Regions from separate parts of the Triticum aestivum genome. Here region 2 is linked to region 1. Evidence: chromatin contacts called from public Hi-C data. All regions are on one chromosome and are shown on one strand. Each heading gives the region's core, a stretch centred on a gene start, on an enhancer-like site or on the middle of the called end of the contact. The rest is flanking DNA. Distances are from core to core; before and after follow the strand shown. Region 1 holds the start of LOC123138159 (nudix hydrolase 17, mitochondrial). Region 2 holds the start of LOC123134496 (probable peroxygenase 5).

Region 1 (3,382 bases), core at 385-2,884:
GAAGCGCCAACATGCAACACTGTAAAACCAGTATAGTACAAGCGTCCACTAGTGCAAAACACCCTTCCCACGCATGTGGGTTGATTAGCAGAAAATACAAGATCACATATACATGAATAGCTCATCAAAACAGCGCACTATATAAAAAAGAAATAGTCCATCATCACCCTCACAGACCAAACCAAATAACAAAAGTCCAACAACACCAATGGCGTAGCAAAGCACAACAAATCTTTCTAGTTTTATCTAAACCCAAACTAAACTAAGCAAGGGACAAGATGGTGGCCTTGTAGGCATGGCCTCCGAGGCGACCGACAGACCATCATCATCAGCGTCTTCACCATCGTCCTTCAATGGGACGGAAGGCCCACCAGGCATCAGATTTTTAGGCATCGCAAATTAAGCATTTTTTATGACAAATTATGTTTTTCGAGCGTGGCAAATTTAGTTGGCAAGCATGGCAAATCCGTCCAAGTTTATTGTTTTCTTAGAAAATCGTCATGCTCGCCAATTAAATTTGCCATCCTTACGTCAATATAAACTGCCATGACAAACATTTTATTTCCCATGTGTATTAATCTTATGTCCGATTTTTAGCATTTCCAAAAATATATTCTTGTGTGTGTAAGAATACTAATTTGGTATTGTAATTGTTGATAGTTTATCATATAAAAATCGGTCAAACTTTGCATCATTTGATTTCGGACAAAACTCACTTCCCTTTTCCAAGCACGGAGGCAACACCAAGCAAAACGGTTATGTGTTTTTCCTCCTAGAAGTGTTATCCCTTATTATTGTGTGGTAACCATAGCTCCACATTGCTATGAACGCACCATGGAAGCTTTCATTAACAGAATGATGTAGTAAAAGCCACGTGGTATGAACGCACAACTCCTCCCAGCCTCCAAAGTTGAAAATAGTGCACACAATTTTTTCCTATGTTGCAAGTAGACAAGCATCTTGTCTTTCCTTTCACAAATATATGCTATTCAAATCCTAGATGTTGCAAATATTTCCTTGCAAGATTGCGATCTAAGCACTGCAATATGACTAGAGAGCAAGAAGTATTACTCTATGAAAGGAAAATACCAGCTCAAATTTCCTTCAGTTTGGAAACATCACCCCCACTGAAGGAGTACCTAATTCCAGGCAGCCAAACAAAACGACCGTTCAGGAAAGAAACGGAAAACCTTGTGCGCCTGTGCTTGGATCCGGACGAGACTTGCCTGCTCCTTCCCCGTGCTCCCATCTGTGCTCCCGCGTACGTGGCTTGATTTGATTGGAAAAAAATAAAGTCCGGCCCCATCCCCTGAAAATTAGGGGGGGAGATGATTAGATTAGAAAAGAAAAAGAGAAAATAACAGTCATAGGATGAAGTGGGAGCACGGATGGGAGCATGGGATCCTACCTTCCCTGTCCGTGAACGCCGCGCCATGCCCTACCTCGGAACGGCAACCCTGGGCGGAGGGCCCGAGCGCCGCGTCCACAGCCACACCCACGCCCAGCTAATCTGGTGCTGGTCCATAGCCCATGCTCCACCCATGTTACCTACTCGTCCGCTCGCAACAGCCATACGGCAGCAGCAATAACTCCATCGGCCCCAGCCGCTCGCCGCCTATTAATACCCCGGATGCGCAGCTTCATGGCCGCAAACCAACAGCTGCTACTCCAGCATCCACCCATCCATCTCTCATCTTCTTCTTCTTGCGACCAAACGAGCGTCTAGTTAGCTAAAGATTCGAACGATGGCCGTTCTTGTGGCGAGGCAGGGGCGCGAGCTGCAGCGGTACAGCGCGAGCACCGGCGGGCGCATCGTGGTGGGGTGCATCCCGTACCGGATGCGCGACGGCGGCGACAGCGACGGCGAGGGCGAGCTGGAGGTGCTGGTCATCAGCTCGCAGAAGGGGCACGGCATGATGTTTCCCAAGGGCGGGTGGGAGCTGGACGAGTCCATGGACGACGCGGCACGGCGCGAGGCCCTCGAGGAGGCCGGCGTCCGCGGGGAGATGGGCAAGGTGCTCGGCTGCTGGCACTACCAGAGCCGCCGCTACCAGACCACCTACGAGGGCATCATGTACCCGCTCCGCGTCACCGACGAGCTCCAGCAGTGGCCCGAGATGGCGTCCCGCAAGCGCACCTGGGTGAGTACAGCTTCTTGCTTCTTCAATCTAGCTGCTGCGAAGTCAAATTAGGAGCCAAGAACATGCCTTCTAAACGTGTGCTTTCCGATTTGTTTGAACAGGCAACTGTGCAGCAGGTCATGGAGGGATGCCAGCACTGCTGGATGCGGGAGGCGCTCGAGGAGCTCGTCGCCCGGCACGCCAAGCCGCAGTCCGCCCTGTGAGCAGCCAAGCGGGCTGGCGGGGTGACTGGAGCTCGAGCGCGCGCGACTCTCGCGAGAAGAGGCCGGGAGCGAGCACCAACGTCCGTCCGTCGTCCTCGTCGTCTCTCTCTCTTCTTTCCTCGGTGCAGCGGCAGGCCTGCCGGCGTGTCCGGTGTCGTACGACGACCGGACCGGAGCATATATTTGGCCGCCCTTGCCGGAGAGACGGACTGGGATCCACGATGGCACGCGCGCGTCGACGCTTTCCTGAGGCGCAGAGTCGTCGTCGTCGTCGTCGCGGCAAATAATGGGGACGAACTTAGAAATGTGTGAGGTAGAGATCGAAAGCGAACGGGGCAGGAAAACTTGTCAAAAACACTGCCGAACGAACATGCTCACGATTCTTTCCTTAGGCTCTGGGAGTAAAAGATCAAATTGTAAATTAATTCTAGTGAAACCGCTTCTTGGTGGCACGATCGATCAATCAAACGAGTACTGCTACTACTACTACTATTCTACCACCACAAAGGAAAAATCTACCGCTGTATGTGTTTCATCAGAAAAAAAGTTGCGCACGCCATTAGATAAGACTTGCTCTAGGACAGCAACATCTGGAGCACACGCTATTTCTTCTCCGCGTGTTCTCGGCCGTTCTCGGCTGGCCGGAGCATCTGTCGTGTCCTGCTGCGAGGTTCCTATTCCCTTGCATTATCACCGCAACCGAGAAAGCATAGCATTGATTCTGTTCCGCTGGCGCGGCAGCTACTACCGAGTGGAGTACGTGGTGGACGGAAGGAAGCTGCTACAGGCAGCGAGTGTTGGAGATGCTCGCACGTCCAAGGGATCGAATCCCCACCCGTTTTAAGATACGGCTCCGCCAGCAGCATCCCTTTACGGCTGGACCGCTCTCCCTGGAGAAGCGATGATACACGTATGTGGTACGTGGAGAGGATCCATCCGGCCTGGTGTGTGCGAAAACATGACACGCCGAAATGAAGTTTTGCAATCACTGCCTATGCCTGTCACGTAGATGTAGGGTGTCGTGCCGTGCCGTTTTCT
Region 2 (3,382 bases), core at 402-2,901, 280 kb after region 1:
AAAAAGCTCGTGTCTAGGCCGACCCATCTCGCTCTCCCTTGAGCGAGGGTTCCAAGAAAACCGGCCGAACTGTGAGAGCAACTAGTTAACGCTCCTTCGGGTGCCTCGCAATGATCAGCGCCACTTGGCGTGCTCTCAGCCATTTGCCACATGTCGCGCTCTGGGCGCTTCCTTCGGATTTTGTTTTTTTATTTTTCTGCACGTGTTTTCGGCTTTTTAGCTATATTTTTTGTTTTTTCGAAGTTTTGGTTTTCCACCGGTCTTCCTTAACTTTTCGATAAAAAAATCAGGAAAAAAAATTTTTAACGCCAAAAATGCGTTTTCTTTTTTTTCCTTTCGCGAGAGTCACGGTTTTGCTTCCGCAAGAGGCACTGTTTTGCTTTCGCGAGAGTCATGGCAGTGCCTCTCCGAAACGAAAAAAAACATGTTTTTCTGTTTTTTTCTCCTTTCGCGAGAGTCACGGTTTTGCTTTCGCGAGAGACATGGTTTTGCTTTAGCGAGAGTCACAGTTGTGCCTCTCGGAAACGAAGAAAAATGCGTTTTCTGTTTTTTCCTTTCGCGAGAGTCACGGTTTTGCTACCGCGAGAGTCACATTTGTGCTTTCGCGAGAGTCACAGTCGTGCCTCTCGAAAACGGAAAAAACACGTTTTTTGTTCTTTTCTTTCACGAGAGTCACGATTGTGCTTTCGTGAGAGTCACGGCCGTGCCTCCTCGGAAACGAAAAAATGCGTTTTTTTCCTTCTGCGAGAGTCACGGTTTTGCTTCCGCGAGAGGCACGGTTGTGATTTCGTGAGAGGCACTGGCGTGCCTCTTTCTGAAAGGGAAAAAACCTGTGCTCCCGGTTCGGTTTTTTTGTGAACTTTTTTTCGTCAAAACCTATCAACATAGGATCTAGTTTTGAATATCTCGACGTGATTCAAGATTTGAATGCACGGTTTAAGAGATAAAACGTTTTGAATAAACAGATTTACGAAAAAGGAAAAAATTTCAGGTTGCGACAAGTGACACATATGCAGTGCATGACTTGTCACAACCTGAAAAAGTTGAAGTGATCTTTGCAGCGAGTACTCCTCAACTAGTGATTTCGCGGAACTGTACGGTCCGCTTGACTTGGGCCGGCCATCTCTGTGAATGCTGGATTATTAGTGGCAATGAGCCCGTCTTGTCGTAGTGGACCTTGTTAAACTGGTTAGAAGTATCTGTTCGGCCCATGCATGGAAAATATCTAACGTTAAATGTGCATTTCCCGTTTTGCATGTTTCAGTGCTCGACAAATACTAGTACAAAAATATTCTCCATTAATCAGCATTCACAGCCTTCCCTAAAAATTATAAAAAATCAGCACTCACAGCCTGTGCGCAATCTGAATTTTTGGTGGATATTTATTTCTCCTCCAAATTTACACCCGCGCATTTACTTGCAGCGTATCTGGCGATTTCGCACCAGCCGTTTGGGGATCGATCGTGCTGGATTCCCAAAGCTTGTCTGTCGTTCTGTTGCAGGCAGCGGTCCACGTTTCTGTGCTGTAATGAATTCGCGTGAGGTCTCCCCAGGCCGCCTGTGATGGCGAGGCCGCCACACGCCTACCCGGGGCGCAGGCCGTCCTATAAATAGGGCCGCACGTCGAGGCAAAGAGGCACGCAGACGCAGCCTCGATCAGGGGAAAGATAAAGATAGATCGGGAGTCAGCTCGCGAGAGAGAGAGAGAGAAAGGGTCGAGAGAGAGCGAGGAGGAATCGCCTGCCCTAACACGATGGGCGCCACCGGCCAGCGTCGGATGTCATCTCTGCCCGCGGCGGCGGCCGCGCCTCTCCTGCTTCTGCTCGCCGTGTCCTCCTGTAAGTCGACGGTTTCCGGCCGGGGCACGATCATTTTTTATGTATTGCCCATTTCTGTTTGAGTTGTTAACATATTCGGTTCGATTCTGACAGGGAGCCAGGCGGCGGCGGCTCCGGCCTGGACGACGGACCTGGAGAAGCACGTGGCGTTCTTCGACACCGACAACGACGGCATCGTCACCTTCTCCGAAACCGAGCAAGGTGAGGAAACGACCATCGGTCACGCATCTTCTCCGCCCCCTCGTTTATCGGTTTCGGTTCTTTTTTGCATCGACGGCTGGCCGTCGTCGCAGGCTTCTAATTTTGGCCTTTGTGTGCATGCATGCAGGGCTTCGTGCCATCGGTCTCGGAGTTCTCGAGGCGACGGCCAGCGCGACCCTGATCAACGGAGCCATCGGACCCAAGACCAGACCTGTACGGCCATGCTCTTTCTTTCGTTTCAACTGCCCAACACGCGTACACAATCACATGCCGTTTCCATGTTCCCTTGGGCGCTTAATCCATGTCAAATATCATCAGGGTTGTTAGTACTTGGTAGTTCGTGTGCAGCGCTAGTAGTATAGTGCACCAGCTTAACCGAGAATGCATTCTTCAGATATAAGAACACACTACTATGATCAAGGTCGAATCACCAAGCATGCTAGATGTTAATCAGAGTAAATGGCGTCATCCCTTTCTCCTGCTGGCACAAACGAGTAAGCGACGGTTACAAGTTTACAATGTCATTTTTGTTCGGCGTGCTGCCGGCTCCAATCTCAAAGTCAGTTAGTTTGGTGCATATATGGCAAGGTTGGCGGCCTAAACAAACGCTTTACGCTTCAGACGCCAGCAGCACACTTATCCAACACGTCCTTTTGTGTGCACCTGCAACTGTGTACCCTACTCCGATACGAGTACAGAACCCGTGGATACAGTACCTGATACAGACATAACATGCAGGAAAATGCTACGACATCGCGGTTTGACATCTACATAGCGAACATCCAGAAGGGGATCCACGGGAGCGACAGCGGTTCGTACGATGCTCAAGGAAGGTTTGTTCCGGCCAAGTTCAACGAGATATTCACCAAGTACGCCATGGTCAAGCCGAACGCCCTGAACGAGGACGAGCTGGATGCGATGCGCACTGCCAACAGGAAGGAGGGTGACTTCAAAGGATGGTAATAATTTATCTCTGCTGTAAATCTTATTCATGCCGACGGTCGAGGTGTCGCCGTGCTAACTCCGCCGGCGGTTGCAGGGCGGCGTCGAAGGCGGAGTGGGGCATGCTCTACAGCCTCGCCAAGGACAAGGACGGCTTCCTTCAGAAGGACACCGTGCGCACCGTCTATGATGGTAGCCTCTTCGCTAAGCTGGCGAAGAAGGCTGGAAATTAACCGAGCGTGATTTGTATTCGTACTTCTTTTCGAGATGAAATTTGTACCCCGTGTTATTGGGGTCTTGTTTGTTGAGCATGAGCTGTCCCTGTACAATTAAAATTGAAATCTGTTAGTGCAAATATAATTTACTGTTCCATTTGGCATGGCCGTTGCTGCTTCTGATCC

The links. Hi-C and Micro-C count contacts between places; a contact is called where the count stands out from the background.
Region 2: a Hi-C map of leaf shows a contact between it and region 1, with 5 times the contacts expected there. The contact joins the promoter of LOC123134496 here to the promoter of LOC123138159 in region 1. A contact is called at or near these places in 2 of 5 Hi-C or Micro-C datasets (leaf and an unstated tissue).

Annotation. Positions count from the first base shown.
Region 1 is chr6B:584,064,703-584,068,084 of IWGSC CS RefSeq v2.1, forward strand. LOC123138159 (nudix hydrolase 17, mitochondrial) reads left to right here and starts at 1,635. Exons shown (of 2, transcript XM_044558071.1): 1 at 1,635-2,141; 2 at 2,243-2,830. The coding sequence starts at 1,746. The coding sequence ends at 2,344.
Region 2 is chr6B:584,349,569-584,352,950 of IWGSC CS RefSeq v2.1, forward strand. LOC123134496 (probable peroxygenase 5) reads left to right here and starts at 1,652. Exons shown (of 5, transcript XM_044553747.1): 1 at 1,652-1,838; 2 at 1,932-2,039; 3 at 2,167-2,252; 4 at 2,778-2,998; 5 at 3,079-3,355. The coding sequence starts at 1,754. The coding sequence ends at 3,214.